Regions from separate parts of the Zea mays genome. Here region 1 is linked to region 2. A link is a contact called in public Hi-C data. All regions are on one chromosome and are shown on one strand. The core of a region is the stretch at or near the end of the contact, and the rest is flanking DNA. Distances in the headings are between cores, read along the strand shown.

Region 1 (3,412 bases), core at 903-3,402, 580 kb after region 2:
CCTCTTTGTCTTGTCTCCGCGGGCCCGATCAACACAGCACAGGACAGGAGTGCCGGATGAGCTGGTGCTGTAGCAGCTGCCTGCCATCGTCGACGCCGAGTGACAAAGCTCTAGTAGCCAATTGGTCCATGTGATGTGAGCAATCAAGGAACAAAAAAAACCTATCCTATCACCGGCCGGCCCCGCGCCGTAGCCCTCCACACGGCATGCGAACGCGATGCGAGTCCGGCTGCTGCCCCTGCCTGCGTTGCCGCGGCCGGCGAAACCCTATCAGTCTCCCTCAGGCGAACAAGTCGCGAGAGCGCGGTCACGTTGGTTGATCTGTGCGTGGCCGCGGACGGCATCGCTGATCGATCCTGTGGTGATGGGAAACGACGACATGTGCCGACCACCTGTTGGGTTTGCCTTCCTTCGTCTGTTAGACGGCTCCTAGATTAATGGGCCTATATGAGTCTTGAGCCATTATACTTCCCTTGTTTCTATTGGCCCATTGCCAGGATTGTTTTGCATATGCAAAACAAGACCAGGATAATATTGTAAGGGCTAGTTTGGGAACCCTATTTATCCACAGATTTTTTATTTTACCAAGGAAAATTAGTTAATTTTTTATTGGAAATTTTGAAATTCCATAGAAAAATTGGGTCGGCAAACTAGTCCTGAAGGAAAAAAAAAAAGGTCAGGCAGGGACGGACCAGGCAGACTCAACACCCATCACCATTATTTGACCGACTGAAGTCCGGTGGAGCCTGCGATTGTGGTGGATGGGACATGTCTTGCCCAAATTGTTGTCCTTGACAATGCATATGACAGTTACTGGGCTCATTCCGTGATGAACGAAAGCAAAGCTCCTATGGAGCTATTTGCTCAGGTACACCTGATTATCTCTTATTGTTGTATCAGATAAATAGTTGTTACTGCTCCATATTTTAGGCGGTCTGTCTCGCTTGCCTGATGAACTTTGCCCGGCAGCCTTCCCTGATCACATGAAACTCTGGCATCCAACGAGTGCTTGATCGGCGTCGTCCACGGCCCAGGCCCACAGCTGCCTCTCGGGCTGTCGTGCTCTCGCGCTGGGCAGACGGAGGACAGGGAAGCCCACGCCCACACGAGAGCATCGCATATAAAACGCTAGTGATGGTCATTATATGAAAACGAACGACCACGTCAATATCTCACAAATTCTCTGCCAAAAACCAATACAATATTACCTTCCCAATTTCACATTAGTTGTTCAGTCTCCGTCTCACTATTTAGACTATGTTTAAAACGTCTAAAGCTAATAGTTAGCCAGCTAATAAATTATTAGCTAGGTTAAGCCATCTAATAAATTAATTGTTAGCTGTGAGTTAGCTAACAATTAGTTCTGGTATTAGTTGATGGTGTTTGGAACACAGCAACTATTTTTTTAGTAGCTAATTATTATTTTTAGAGGTTCCAATCAGGGCCTTAGTTTCAGATTATTTTTTAATAAAAAGTTTCAGATTATTTCTTTTGATCAGATTAATTCACTTGTGGTAATGGATCGTGATCCAATTGTTTCTTCATAATTTATTCTAGCCATTCGTTAACTTTTAGTTCAAAATTGAATAGAAATAGAGCCCGTAGCCAAAAAATCTCGTGACAAAGTACAGATCATCATACACTTGTCTCTCTTCTATTCAATTTTGTAATCTCGCTGGTGTAATTATGTAATATTTTTGTACTCTCTCGCTGTGCTTTTTGGCCCATGTTTGTCTCTCTTCTTTATCAATACAAACAAGTACAATCTCGTGCCCAACTGCCTCAACTGAATCTGGTGCAATTGCCTCAACTGAATCTGGTGCTGGTCTTTACTGAAAGTACGAAACGATGGCTGTTTTGCAATTGCCCCTTCAATAACAACTGCTCCAGTAATTAACTGCGCTGCACCCTGCACTACGAGCTAGAGACATAAAAAGAGAGGAACCTTCCCTCAGTAGTATATATGGAGCAGTAGAGATACAGTATCTTGTGCATGCAGATTACGCCATTGATCTGTCGTCTCTGTCTGCAATGAATATGGTAGGAGTATACTAGTAACCAAACGAACTGGAAGGGAGGCATTAATCCACCAACTGAAAACGTGATCAATCCAACTACCCCGCCGGCCGCGTCGGAGCCGAGGGAGAAGAAAGAAATCAGCTGATCGCTGACACGACGCGACTGATCGTCGTCACGATCTACTGACTGCCGTGCCGCCGCCGCTGCACTCGTGCCGTCGCCACAACGCACCCTTTTTGTTGGCTGCACGCATACGCACACGGCACATACACCCTTCTGTCTGTCCTGTGGCGCCATCCATCCGTTCGTTACAGGTGCGCCGGCCCGGTCTCTCCTCCTCCCAGCCGGCCGGCGGCCTCCGCTTCGCTCGCCCGTCCCTGGGTTCTCGGTTCCGCGGCACCACCGCGTGCCATGGGGCCTCCGCGGGGCTGGACACTGCCTGCCGCCGCCGTTGCCACGGCCGGCGTCGCCTCGGTGGTGGCCACCATCATCTTGTCCGCGGCGGCGGCCGATGTGGTCGAGGAGAGGCTGACGGTGCCCATGACGATCGTCGCTGGCGCAGCGTCGGCGGGGGCAGGCAAGCATGCAAATAAACTCCGTCGTCGTCGCTTGCTTCTTCTTCTTCCTCTTCCCATGGCGACTGACACTGACAGACTGAGCAGCGTACGTATGCCATTCGAGAGAGAGCGCCAGCGTCGTCTAACTTCTTTGTACCCCGCAGTGTGCCTCGACGGGAGCCCGCCGGCGTACCACCTGCACGGCGGCTCCGGCGCGGGCGCGCGGAGCTGGCTGCTCCAGTTCGAGGGCGGCGGCTGGTGCAACGACGTGCGGTCGTGCGCGGAGAGGGCCGGGACGCGCCGGGGATCGACGCGCCTCATGGCAAAGGCCGAGTCCTTCTCCGGCATCCTCAGCAACCGTCCGGCCATGAATCCAGGTATACGTAATTTAGATCGCTGATCGAGGCTCAGTATGCATGCCCTGCACTCCGAATCCCATCCCATGCATTCGTATCTTGGACGTGAGCTCAAACAAACTCTTGTGCAATTAATTCACTCGAGAAGCCAAGCCGTCGTCGGCGCCGGCAGCAAACAGCGTCCCCGTTCACTTCACGTTCCTGGTGGTACACAGCACAGGGCACACAGCCTACTTTTGCGAAAAGGTGACAGCAACATGCATGGCGGTCACAACACAACCGGGTAGGTAGCGCGAACAGTTTTGCTTTAATCTAGGTCCACGTAATTCAAGCTCACGGTCCTACAAAAATCATTTAGCCAACAGTGCTTTGTTTTGTTTCGTTTTGTTTTCCCAACGGACTACCGCATGGCGCATGCATGCCAGGCTGTGGGAGCGTATATATATGCTAGGCAAAGCTACATGGTAGTACATCTGCATT
Region 2 (3,823 bases), core at 148-2,647:
AAGCAGGCATGGGCCGCTGCACGGACAAGATCGAGTAGCATCGGGGCAGCAGCATGCAGAGCAAGCAAGAAGGCAGAGGCAGGCATCTCGCTCTCCTCCCTGCACGGACAAGAGAATCAACGACCACGACACACGCTTCTGAACTTCTCTCTCTCTCTCTCTGCGGTTGGCATACTGCCAATTAAAAACGAGTTCGAGAGGAATCCGATCTGCATCATCAAGAACTGATCTTACGGGACTAACAAAATGCTGCAGTGAGATTATACACTTGCTAAGCTGTTTCGCTGGCAAGCAATCTTGTCAGATGTTGTCGCCTGAACCTACTGCGCTGTAGTGTACGTGCGTGTAGGCGTAGCGTGTGGTACTATCCCGGAACAAACAAAACGACGGTTTCGCGGGATTTTATAGTTTTCCGAGCTGGCAGGCGTCGCTCACACGTGCGAACCGTCCAATCATTCCTAGTAGTAGCAGTAGTACGCCCTTGCAGTTGCCGTGCCCAGCTGACATTTGCATGCCTAAAATGTGCCTGTTTCTCTGGGTCAGCTGCCGGCCGGCGGCCGCTCATATATGGTCTCGGGGAATCACTCCATATGCGCAAACCCACGAGAATCGTTGATGGCAGAGACCGAGTTTTGTTTCTTCTACACTGAAGAAATGCATAGTAATACGCAGCTATGCCTATGAGTTGAGGCATTTCCTGATCCCAACAGGCAAAAGATTGCAGTTGTACGTATTAGTCTAAACATCGGGATTTAATCCAAATCGAACAGCCCAATATACGTGTGCATTAGTCGCGCTTGCGCCCCGCTCCCGTAACAGTTTGAATTCGAATTCTCTGTTTCCTCGTCTCTGCGCTCTCCCCTCTCGCTCAATTTGTATCAGCGGCAAAAAATGCCTCCATCCACTAGCAAAGTAGCAAGACGAAAAGGGATAGGGCCACAACAACCCAAAAGAGAAGTCTCTTTTGTCGACACATATACAGAGAGAGACACACTAGCAGATTTCACCGACGCGTGCCACATCAAACCGCACGAACTGTACGTCACAGTCGTACTAGATCGTAGCTAGAAAAAAAGAAAAGAAAAGAAAGAGGAGGCACTCACTGATCAACGCTGCAGATCCATTCCTGTACCACGCCTCCTCTAACAAAGAGCAGGAACCATAAAAAAGAGCAAATAAAGGAAGGAAGGAAGGCTGAAAAAGAGACAAAACCAGCAGCGAGGAGTGGTGGGGGATGGATTCTGGGAGGAGGGCAGCACAGCAGAGAGGGAGGCATGCATTGCAAGTGCTCCCAATCCGAATGATCGATCATTCCTGCCGTGCAATACCAGAGCTACTTCCGTCACGGGCGACTACTGTAACTGGCATCCTGGACCCGTAAGGCTGCGCCCACCTGTCAGCGACGGATATTGGTGGTGGGCTAGTCAAGTAAGCTGTAAAGCCAGGGAGACAAGTGCAGTGTAATAGTATTGTCAACGACGCGGCGCCCCACCGACAGGGTCGTGAATATTATTCCTAAACTGCACAAAAAAGAAATTTTAAAAACAAAATATTTTCTAATAACTTTTGTAGACAATAAATTTTGAAAATAGGCATTCTTATTTTAGATTTCTCGCAAGCCAAAAATAAAAAAAATAAAATAACTCTCTGAAATATAAAAAAAGAATTAAAGAATAAAATATATATAAAAAAATGTTTATATAAATAAATCCCTAACGGGGCGTTTGGATCCCTTCATTTTAGAGGAATTGGAATTCACTCAATAGAGTAACTTATTTAGTTTGGAATTTGACATTCCACTACTTTCCAAAGTTCATATATAAGCCTATCTCAAATTCATGGGGTAGGGGATGAGAAATTATTTTATGCATTAGTAGAATTTGTTTCTACTCTGTAACTTACATGATACTCTTCGTCTCACTCCTCTATAGTAAAAATGTAGCACATAAATATCTCTGACATCTTGCTAATAATAGCATATAAATATATTTTATATAAAACTGAATTATCTTAATTGATATATGTCTAAATTATTATTATTACAATGAAATTCAATTCTAGTGATCCAAACGTGCGTAAATGATAATGTAGAATTTAGAAAGACTTTGCAAACATTCTAATAACACCCGAAGAGGAGGCAACCGTCTGCGGCCACCATCACCACTCCACCAGTCAGTCCATCACCGCCCAGCGCCCCAGCCCCAAAAGCCCAAACCCGGAGTTGCCGCGGCGACGGCCAATGGCGACGGCGTGGGTGCGCTCGCTCAGCTGCAGGTCCTCCTACGCCATGACCGACGCCGCCATCGCGCCGTCCCCGGCCAAGAAGCCCCCGCCGCCGCCGCCACTCCCCTTCCCCTGCGCCACTGCGGCGGCAGCGGACGTGATGGATGCCGTGGCCTACGCCCAGCGGGCCCGGAGGAAGAAGATGGAGGGGCAGAGGTTAGCGCGGGAGCCGCGCCCGCGGCCCAAGAAGAAGCCCAAGCCGATGGCGAACGACGCGGGCGCCGAGGCGCTGTCCACGCCGTCGCCGGCGCCCGTAAGCTCGGCGTTCCTCACGATGGCGGAGCTGCCGGAGGGCCACTCGTCGCGGCGGGTCGTGGAGCTGATCTTCGCGTCCGGATGGGGAGGCGCGGGGTCCCCGGAGCTGTCTCCGTCGCCGCCGCCGTCGGTGGAGGCGCTGTTCCGCGTCCGCAGCGCGCCGCGCGCGGTGGCGCGGTTCGAGGAGGCGAGGGCGGCGGCGGCCCGCGCGCGCGGCGCCGCGGCGCGGTGCGGCGCCGACGGCAATGAGATGATGCGGTTCCAGTGCCGCGCCCCCGGTCCCGGCGGCGTGTTCGGCGCGGGCGTCGCCACCTGCCGCCTCGGCGCGTCGGCCTCGGCCGTGCGCACGTTTGCCTGCAGCGGCGCCGCGCACGCCAGCGCCGCCGCCGCCGCCGCCGCGGTGGGGCGACGGGCGATGCTGGTGTGCCGCGTCATCGCCGGCCGCGTCTGCCCCGCCAACTACCCGCGCCACGGCCAAGGCCAAAGCTCCGCCGCGGCCGCGTACGACTCCGTGGACATGGGCGACGGCGAGCTGGTGGTCCTCGACAGCCGCGCCGTGCTCCCCTGCTTCCTCATCATCTACAAGGTCTAGGCGCCGCCGAGCCGACTCGGGACGTGGCTGGAGCACTGACCGACCGCCGTGACCGCTAACCGCCATCGTTAATGTCCACGCTAATCGCTAGGCCTCTCTAGCGTTGTTTTGGGACCCTGCTTTTCAGCAGTGTCAGCCTGTCAGGTGTGGATGAGCCACAGGAAATGGAGCCCTGCCGTGCGTGTAAAAAACCGCTGCCTATTTTTTTCGGGGGTGTTTGAATCTCGAAATGGTATAGAGAAGCATTTTGCTTTCGGCTTTCGGCTGTCCATTCAAACAGCTTGTCTCTTCCAATCGCGTCGCTCTGTCATCCAATATACCTTGGCCTTCTTTGCTTCTGCTCTGGTGCACTTTGCAGAGGACGGCAGAAGACAAGACAGAAAGCATCCGATCGCCCGGACGGCTCCTCCTCCCCGTGGCAGCGAGCGAGATTCACGGCTTCTCATCACCGTCCCTGTTTAAAGTGCTTTTGGCGCTGCGCCCGTGTTCTCTTCTTCATCTGGACGTCGCCGCTCGTTTGTTTGCTCCCGTCGATCAATCTCTTCGTCTGTTTCCTTCCGTCGACCAAGGACCATGATTTCCCCCCCCAGCGCCAATAGGTTTCCGTGACACGCGATTTGGCAGTATGCGTTGGCAACATCTTGGGGAGGCAGGCGATCGAAGAGGTTGGCCGTTGCCGGGCTCGTGTTGCAT

The links. Hi-C and Micro-C count contacts between places; a contact is called where the count stands out from the background.
Region 1: a contact with region 2 is called in a Hi-C map of leaf mesophyll, with 4 times the contacts expected there. The contact joins the promoter of LOC100191660 here to the enhancer-like site in region 2. A contact is called at or near these places in 4 of 25 Hi-C or Micro-C datasets (bundle sheath, ear, leaf mesophyll and 1 more).

Annotation. Positions count from the first base shown.
Region 1 is chr9:122,797,037-122,800,448 of Zm-B73-REFERENCE-NAM-5.0, forward strand. LOC100191660 reads left to right here and starts at 2,153. Exons shown (of 12, transcript NM_001359669.1): 1 at 2,153-2,596; 2 at 2,741-2,953. The coding sequence starts at 2,431.
Region 2 is chr9:122,213,389-122,217,211 of Zm-B73-REFERENCE-NAM-5.0, forward strand. No RefSeq gene overlaps it. Among protein-coding and RNA genes, the nearest start is that of LOC111590242, 5.7 kb to the left of the region's middle. Within about 2 kb of position 1,398, at least 19 of the 20 cell types and tissues checked have an H3K27ac peak or open chromatin away from gene starts, as enhancers often do. A contact at or near this core is called in bundle sheath, ear, leaf mesophyll and 1 more, where this site is marked.